2 separate regions of the Zea mays genome follow, and region 2 is linked to region 1. Evidence: chromatin contacts called from public Hi-C data. All regions are on one chromosome and are shown on one strand. The core of a region is the stretch at or near the end of the contact, and the rest is flanking DNA. Distances in the headings are between cores, read along the strand shown. Region 1 holds the start of LOC100274268 (DUF1336 domain containing protein expressed). Region 2 holds the start of LOC100216662.

What was found. A called contact is a pair of places that touch in the nucleus more often than the background predicts.
Region 2: a Hi-C map of ear shows a contact between it and region 1, with 2.2 times the contacts expected there. The contact joins the promoter of LOC100216662 here to the promoter of LOC100274268 in region 1. A contact is called at or near these places in 2 of 25 Hi-C or Micro-C datasets (ear and tassel).

Annotation. Positions count from the first base shown.
Region 1 is chr5:13,463,787-13,468,298 of Zm-B73-REFERENCE-NAM-5.0, reverse strand. It overlaps LOC100274268 (DUF1336 domain containing protein expressed), which reads right to left and starts at 3,123. Exons shown (of 9, transcript NM_001365844.1): 1 at 2,949-3,123; 2 at 2,500-2,586; 3 at 1,957-2,358. The coding sequence starts at 3,036.
Region 2 is chr5:13,674,561-13,679,093 of Zm-B73-REFERENCE-NAM-5.0, reverse strand. It overlaps LOC100216662, which reads right to left and starts at 1,824. Exons shown (of 2, transcript NM_001143073.1): 1 at 1,183-1,824; 2 at 1-354. The coding sequence starts at 1,478. The coding sequence ends at 315.

The DNA of each region.
Region 1 (4,512 bases), core at 1,874-4,373:
GTTTAGACTTGTAACCTTGCCATTAAACTTCATCCTAGACTTGAAATACATCATGCTATACTAGTTTTGTTGAATCATGTACAACTGCAGGTATTCATTTCCCATCCTACCCCTGGCTTTGCTTTGAGCCATACGTTCATTTCTCACAGGCTCTCATTGTGTCTGTTTGTTTCCATCGCCACACAGCCGCCGCCCCCGATGGAGCTCCCTGCGCCGAAGATCGCTCTCTCGCCCAACGGCCCCGCCAACGTCTCCACACCGGAGGTCGCCGGACCCCCTCGTTTGAACACCGGTGGTCGTGGCCGGAGCTCCCAAGTCCACCAGACATCGTCGCGTGATGGAGCTTCCCGTTAACAGGGTGAGCTATCCAAAAATGTAAGATCGCTAACCCTATTCTCATCAATTTTAGTTGAACTAGTAACTGTAACCCTTAACTCACTGTCGGTTTTGGTTTATTTTAATCCGGTTGTTAGGAACTTGTACACAGTAGACATTACAGTTGAAGGTTTCTTATCAATTGACTCAGATGGTAAGAAAAAGTACACAAAAGGTTTTAATAGGAATTGGATCATAGATAGCAAGAGTATCACGATGGATTTCCTGGTTGCAACCTTAAGGTCTGAGATAAGTTGGGGCAGAGGTCAAAAGATTGTTTTCTGGGTTTATGACAAGAGGTCTGGTGAGGATGTTCAACTAGATTCAGAATCTCAGATTATTGATGTCATTGAAATGTACAAACCAGAGAAACGATTTATGCTTCTTGCTTTTGTGTTTTGAGATGGAGAAATGCACAATTATGCATGTTGTTCCACCAGATACTGATAATGTGCCTCCATGGATACTTACTGCTGAAGAAGTCCATCTTGCACCTTCATGCCCACTTATTGGCTATTGCTGAAGAAGGTCATCCGTCATTTGTATCTAAAGAAGTAGATTGTGAACAACCTACTGATGTAGAGGCAGATGGAGATGAGTCTAATCTTCCTGACGTGTTCGACAATGTTGAGGAGTATGTTGGTGTCAATGATGAGTACTTGTATGGTGTTATCCTCAAGCCTAGTATTGAACCTACTGAGCCGAATGAGCCTACTGAGTCTACTGTAAATGAAACAACCTCACATGTTGATAATGAAACAACACCAGCTGCTACTGGAGGACCTATTCCAGAGGCAGAGTTGAATGATGCTGACCCTGAAGCTGTAGTTGTGCTTCATAACCCTCTTAAACCAGACATTAGGCAGGGTGCATTGTTCCCTGACATTGTTACTTTTAGAAAAGCTATTAGGCACTTCGCTATTACAAATGGTTTTGAATTTGCTGGTCTTAAGACAGATAAGACAAGGTTTATAGCCCATTGCGGATTGCGCTGCTGAAGGCTGCCCATGGCGTATACATGCTTCTAGGTTGCAAGATGATAGCATGGTGTATTTCAAGTCTAGGATGAAGTTTAATGGCAAGGTTACAAGTCTAAATAGTTCGATAGCATGTATCAAAACCAGAAAATTTGTAATGGCACACATCTAATTAACCCTTCGTTTTAGTACGATTTTAAGGCATCTCCCTCTCCCATTCATTTGTGATATGTTTCTGCAAACCGCCAATGAGTACAACTATGGAATCTTCACTTTCCATTTCCAGATGAAAGTCTTATCAATACAGTGCTGCTAAATGAAAGATGATTGGTATGACTGGTGAACCATGCAGGCAGAGAAGAAATTGTCACTACCAGAAAGCATCGGTTCTCTGTGCCACCTTTTGCCTCTATGGACACAATAGTCCTAGGAGTATGTCATAAAAGAGAACAAGCAAGTTGCAGGCACAGTTTTAACTCATCAAACACAGAATTATGGAAAAGTATACATATCAGGGAAAATTTGCACAAACTTCAGTTCAGCTTTTGAGAAGGGTGTCTTATCTCTTAGCAACTCTTAACCAAATGACTTAAGAAATGCTTACGTAGTGTGGAAGATGGATGAGCTTCCCCTGACTTCTTCTTGAAGGAAAGCTTCAAAGAAGGCATCCTCATTGAATGAGTAGGGCTCGAGGAAAGAGTTCTCTTCTTCTCGCTTACCCCAACAGCAGAGGCAATGCAGGGTAGACAATTATTTGGCAGAAGCCCGCAAACTTCCAGTATCCTCTCTCCACCGTGAGTGTTGTCCGCACCAGAAAAACTCACCGCATCCTCGTTGCTCATGGACGACCTCACACCATTCTCCAAGCTCCCCTTTGACAGTTCGCTGGACTTTGGCTTTTTATGTTGCTGCTCGCCTGATTGCGCAGCTCCATTGAAGCTCCCACCGTTGCCATCTCTCATGCTCAATGCAGCTTCGTTCTCGAAGCCATTCAATGAAAAAGAATCTGAACGATCACGGAGAAGCACATCCAGTTAAATAGAAAGGCATGTCAAAATAGGGACGAAAAATCAGCAGGTTCAACTAATCATTGAAATTATGCTGTGCTGGGGACCTAGCTACATGGCTGCTACGACATCACTCTTACCATCTTGCACGCTGTGGAAATCGTCTTCGGCATCCGACTCGCTCATCGCCAAGGAATCGTACCAAGCCTCCTCAATGTTCCCGGACACTGCAGCACGAGATACCCCCGAAATCACGTCAGGTCATATTGGAGTATCGAGTACGAATTGACGCAACGAACTGCGACGCGTACTGCCCCAGACACTACCACAACCCCACTCTACAGAATAGGGTCGCAAAGCCTCCGGAGCTACGAATTAAAAAAGATGAGCAGCTATTGCTGGACGCACACGATCCCCAGATGCAGTAATTTAATTTAACCCCGAAGTCTGAGGAGCGCGCAATCACGCGCCCATGGTCCCTCGGACCCGGAGATCAGAATCCAGACCCCCGAAACAAGCAGCGTGCAGAAGGTGCACGGTCACGGGGGAAAGAGGAGAAAGCAGCCTGTCCGTTCACCCACCGACCCACCTTGGAACGCGGGGTTGCTGTACGTCCGGTGATCGGCCGCGGCGGCGGACGTCGAACCGGGCACCTCGGCCTCCTGGATGGTCTCCATCGACGCGGCGCGCGATGGCGCCGTCCTCCGCCCCTTCCCGACACGGCGGCTGCGCCTCCGCCGCGCCCCACCCCCGCCGCCCGAGCGGCCGCTGGCGTCGCCGGACCGCGGCGTGTGGGGCTTGCCCACGCACGCGCTGGGCCGCGACACGCACGCCCCCATCCTCCCGCCACCACCTCGCCAGGGCGACGCGACGCGAGATCGGCGCCCCGGGGTGGGGGGCGGCGGTGGCACTGTGGCAGTGCGAGGCGGCGTCTCACGCACGCGGGTGCGGGGCGGGGAGGCGATTGCGTGGGAGGATTTCCAAGAAGGACGAGCCGCCCGGCGCAACGCGAACTTTGTGCTGAGCTTCCCACACGAGTGGGGAGGAGGGAACGCGGCGGTGGGGCTGCGGCCTGCGCGGGGGTAGGCGTCGTCGCCACACGCATGGACGCGGTCCTTGGTAGGCGACTGATCGTTTCATTCGTGGTAGGGAAGGCGATGGGTACCCGAAACCCGAATACGCGATCGGTTTTATCCGATATGAAGACGAGTATGGGATGATTTCTCTATCCGTGGGTATGTTCATCGGTAAAAACCTCTACCCGTTGGGTAGATGGGTATGGATACGTGTCGGCGTTTCGAGACCGGGGGTCCCTCAGGCCGACGAGTGAGTGCCGCGTGCCCAGCCCAGATGGGTCGAGCGCGTGGGCGAGCATAAAGGGGGGAGAGGAGCGAGGCGGCCGGAGTCCGGCGTGAGAGTGGTGGGAATCCCGCGGCCTTCGTGTTCGTCCCGCGTCCAGGTCGGGTGCGCTTGCAGTAGAGGGTTACAAGCGTCCACGCGGGTGAGGGAAGCGAGCGGCCCCAAGGGAGCGCCTGTCTCGTCCTCGTCCTCGCGCGGCCAACCTTCTCTAAGAGGGCCCTGGTCCTTCCTTTTATAGGCGTAAGGAGAGGATCCAGGTGTACAATGAGGGTGTAGCGTGGTGCTACGTGTCTAGTGGGGGAGAGCTGACGCCCTAAGTACATGCCAATGTGGCAGCCGGAGAGATCTTGGCACCCTGTTGGTGTGATGTCGTGGCCGTCGGAGGAGCGACGGTGCTTGGCGGAGGGACAGCTGTTGGAGCGATCGAGTCCTTGCTGACGTCCGCCTGCTTCCGTAAGAGAGCTGGGAGCCGCCGTCGTCACAGAGCGTGCGGGGGCGCCATCATTGCCTATCTGGCGGAGCTAGCCAGATGGGACACCGGTCTTGTTCCCTACGGGCCGAGGCGGCTCGGGGTAGGGTGATGATGGTGCTTCCTGTTGACGTGGCTGGCCTGCGCCCTAGGTTGGGCGACGTGGAGGCTCCTCCGAAGCCGAGGTCGAGTCTGTCTTCCGTGGCCGAGGCCGAGCCCCTGGGTCGGGCGAGGCGGAGGTCGTTCGGCGGAGGCCAGGGCGGAGTCTGAGCCCTGGGGTCGGGCGAAGCGGAGTTCGTCGTCTTCTGGGGCCGAGCCCGAGTCC
Region 2 (4,533 bases), core at 575-3,074, 210 kb before region 1:
AATACATGCGTACATGTATATAACTATATAAGTGTCTTCACTCAAACGTCGTCGTCGTCGAGACGTCATCGACCATCGTCGTCGTCATGAGCAGCAGCACCACCCACCACCATGCATGCATGGTTGTCCATGGCTATAGCAGCTCATCAGCGCATGCATCAGCTAGCAAAAGAGCGGGACGGGACCTATATGGAAACGGAACTTCCGTTCCATTATTCCACGCCACGCATCAACGTGGTCGCTCTCGCTCGCTCGCTCTTTAGCCTTCTGTATAGGAAGGAGTACACTGCTGCGTCGGCGTCGTCGCCACCCTGCTACACTCTCTTGGACGGTGCTTCCCCCCATCTGGCTCTCCTGAAAACAACGACGCAAAAGTGAATGATGGGTTAGCAATGCAAGGGCGCACACCGGCGGTGAACCGAACGGAGCTAGCGAGGTCAGTGTTCGATGATGGGACCCATATATGCATGCATGCATGCATGCGATTGCCAAGTAGGAGTACGTACTAGCTAGATATACACACTGCATGGTCGATCTGTACTCGTTGTGCAATCATTTGTTGTTTCTTTCATGCATGCCGTATCTATCACTTGCCTCTGTTTCTGTCAGTTGCATATATTTTGCCTGTTCTCAGCGAGCGCAAACATCGAGGCGTATCTCTCTATTTCTCTCTCTCTATTTTTTATTAGAAAGAGAGAGAGAGAGAGAGGCTATAAGCTCTTCTTTTCAGAAGAGCTGCTACTCCTACTACGTTTTGTCACGCCATTTCTATGGTCCCCGCATACACTAGCCAAACGTCGTCGTTTTCTGATGACAAACTAGCCCGCCAGAGGAGGTTCATCTTGCAATTTGCAAACACAAACCTTTGGAATGTTTTTGCAAGATGAAGCTATAGCTGGTGAAAGGGAATAATGGGATGCAATACATGGCTGCCATGACTTCATTTTGCTAGCTGCGATATAAGACGCTATATATATGCAGCGGCATGGCTATATGACACATGCATATTCTTTAAGTGCAAGCTCAGTTCAGAGGTTTAATTTAATTCAATCTGCAGTGCCAAATGTAACTAGAAGCATATATAGGTGCATGCAACAATGTGCCGTAGTTACACTATACAAGTCAGGAACTAGCTCTAGCTAGCTATTTATATAGTATATCAAACGAGATCTGTCGCGGTACCTGTTATGAATAGGATCGGGTCCGTTGGGCACCTTCCGCTTGCTGTCTAGGGGGGACTGCTGCTGCTGCACCGCCGGAGGCGCCTTATTAGTTCCAGCGGTCGTAGCAAGCGTCGCCGGCGGCGGCGGGGCCGGCGGCCTAACTCCACTGCCAGCGGACGACGTAGCCGGCGTTGTTGCGGCAACAGGAGCAGCGCCGCCAACAGTCCCTGCTGCAGGCCTGGTACAGCTCGCCATTATGGCCGCTGACGAGAGCACCGTGCAGATGAGCAAGCAGGCATGCAGCCTGCCGGCCATTGGTGCTCTGCTGCTTCTGTCTTCTGTTCAGGTGGTGGGTCACTGATCAGTGATCGCACACTACCTTCTAGTATAAGCTAATTAGCTCGCTCGTCCCTTCTGTTGCTGCCAGCTGAATAGCTGATGCTATCTCTCCGTAGCGCTAGCGCCGGTGTGGAAGGGATCGGAGACGCATGCAAAGGCGCTGTTCGACGCAGGGAGAATATGCGAATTAAAAGGGATATGGTTCTCGAGAGGAACGAACTGAGGAAGCGAGCGAGTGAGTGACTGACTGACTAACTGACAGGTAGTAGTGCGCGCGCTGAAGGAAGTGTGTGTGTGTGTGTGTCAGTGTGTGTGATCCTCGCTACCTGCAAGCAAGACTACTGCAACCAACTCCCTCACGATGTTTATATATATATGTGTACATCCTGTGCTAGCTTTGGAGTTCGATCCAATGATGATGCCGACTGATGATGCTATGCGGTGGACGCAGATGTGCGGCGAGGGGCACACGTTGCTGTCGCGTAGAGCGGCTTTATTTTATTTTGGAGAGCTTCTCGCCGCTTTGTTGGTTCGCTCAAAAAAGAAGTACAGTACAGATCAGGAGCACCACCAGGTCTAGTCGTGATCGTCGGCTAGCGTTCAGCTAGCAGCCCATGGAAGTATGGAACGAGTGACGACACCCGATCAAGACAGGGAAGCTCCAAAGGAGCAGTACTGCGGCTGCAATGCGTTTGCCAGGGAATAGTAGTGTAGCAGCTGTTGTATTCATTCGTATGGATCCATCTTGTCTGCGGCAGCCAGCAGCAGGGGGTTCATCTACGCTGCCTGCAGATGCCTGAGAGCAAAGCAAACTGATTAGCATGCAGGGTTTGCAGCTTGCAGGCGGCATGCATGATGGCATCGGCATCGGCATCAATGATTTCGCTGCATATGACGCCGCTTCTGCTGGCGCCAACGACGATCGAGGTAGGCTGATAAGCGAGAAAAGCAACAGTCGTAGCTAGACTAGATAGAAACAGTCGGCGGTGACAAGACAGACCAACACAACACCGTTCGTCTCTCGCGCCTGCCAGTGATCGCAATTGGACGGGTGCGTGACCCCAATTAATTACTTCTCACCTAGGAAACAACAACATTTAGTGTTTTTTTAGCTAGTATATTCATTCAAGAGAACATCTGGTTGATTTGGCTCTTGTCTGTTAAAAACATCTCATTTAGTCGGGCTTCCACAAGCGGCGGCCGGCGGCGTTGTGGATTCGCTGGCCTTCTTTTCCTTTTCGCGCGCCCTTAGGGAGGGGAAGAATGGGATATCCTTGTTAATGGCCTGGCCCCGGATGCCGGAATCGAGAGAGAGAGAGAGAGACACCATGGACAAAGCTGGGTGGATTCGTCGTCCCCGGCTCCTGGGCCTGCATGCAGTGCCCTCCTCCGTTCCGGAACCCGAACCGGACGACGGCGATCGGTCGCTATCTGACCCTGCTGCTGCAGCTCTGCTCTGCTCTGCTCGCCACCGAGAGCTGAGACTCCAGTCCAGTCCAAGACCGAGACCAACCCGTAAATAAACACTCTCGGAAACCACCAGGTATGCGTTCTCAGGGACGCGTCGCTATCCCCTGGCTGAGAGCCTGGATAGATGGATCATGGATGTCGAGGACTGAGGAGTAAGGAGGGAGGGGCAGTAGCTAGGCAGAGGCGGACAGGAATTGATCGACCGCCAGCGCCAGGCCAGCCGACGCGCTGGCTGGTTTGGCCTTGGGCCCTTGGCCTTTTCTTTTCCCGGCTTTTGAGATGGCCAGCGTATCCCGCTGCCGCATGCAGCAGGGACATGACGACGATGGGGGAATGTTTGTTTGGGGCGGCCGGCCACCGGATCGATCGATCCATCTTTTGACCGCCCGGTCCCGCGCCCTCCGACTATAGATGGCCAAACGGGCCGGCACGGCCCGATCCGGCACGGCCCGACGGCGGCACGGCCCGCCAGGCCCGGCTAGCAAACCGTGCCGTGCCCAGATGGGCCGGCGTGCTGTTGCCGCGGCCCAGGCACGGCCCGTGAGTCTGTTAGTCGTGCCGGGCCGGCCCGGTGGCACTATGGTCCATCTGAGTATATTGTAGAATTTAGCAAAAAATATGTAGTAATGGGGGCTCGAACTCACAACCTGGTGCACAAGAGGCTTAAACACATTCATCTAACCAGTGCAACTGTAGTTTTATTGTGTTATATGTTGAATTCTTATACTTAATATATGTAAACTATTATTTTTAAAATAAAAAATGTAACCATGTCGTGCCCGTGCCAGCACTACGGGTCGAGATAGTGGCCCAGGCACGGCACTATAGCCGTGCCGTGCCAGGCACTGGCACTATACTAACCGGACCGGGTCGTGCCTGGACCGTGCTTTTTCGTGCCGTGCCTGGGCCGGCCCATCGTGTTAGTGCCAAATGGCCATCTATACCTCCGACCCTTGGACCGTGGAGACTGGAGAGCTTTGCGTACGTTGCCAAGGGCCAAGGCCAGGCCACCAATGGCCAACGGCCGATCCACTAACAACCAACGGTGTGATGCCGTGCTGCAATGAGTGGAGCCACGCGAGCGCTGGCGGGCGGCGGCTGCGGCCTGCATGCTTGCGGTGCGGACTTGGACAATGGACAGGCCGTCCGGCCGGTGTCGATCGAGAGCTCGATCACGGCGTACGTACGCGCCGGGGAGGTACGCTCTCGGAGCTCTGGTATAAGCAAGCACCGCTAGCCAAAAGAAGTGACTTCCATGCAAAGGACATCAGTAGGGGGTAACTTTATTAGAACCAGTTATATGACTCAAACGCCAATATATCAGTCGCGCCATCATAGAGAGCATTAGTAGATACTCCTGAGTCCTGATCACTTTTTTTCTGGAGGCGGTTGGTGTTTCTAGTGTCTCTAAAAATACCCTCTAATTCTAAAAGATTTAGATATATCTTAAGTTCTGAAATTCTAAAACTTTTTTTTAACATGTGACCTTAGATACAGAAATAACACAACTAAAACATTTAGAATTTACAGCTTATGAAAAAAAAATATCTGGCTTAAAAAA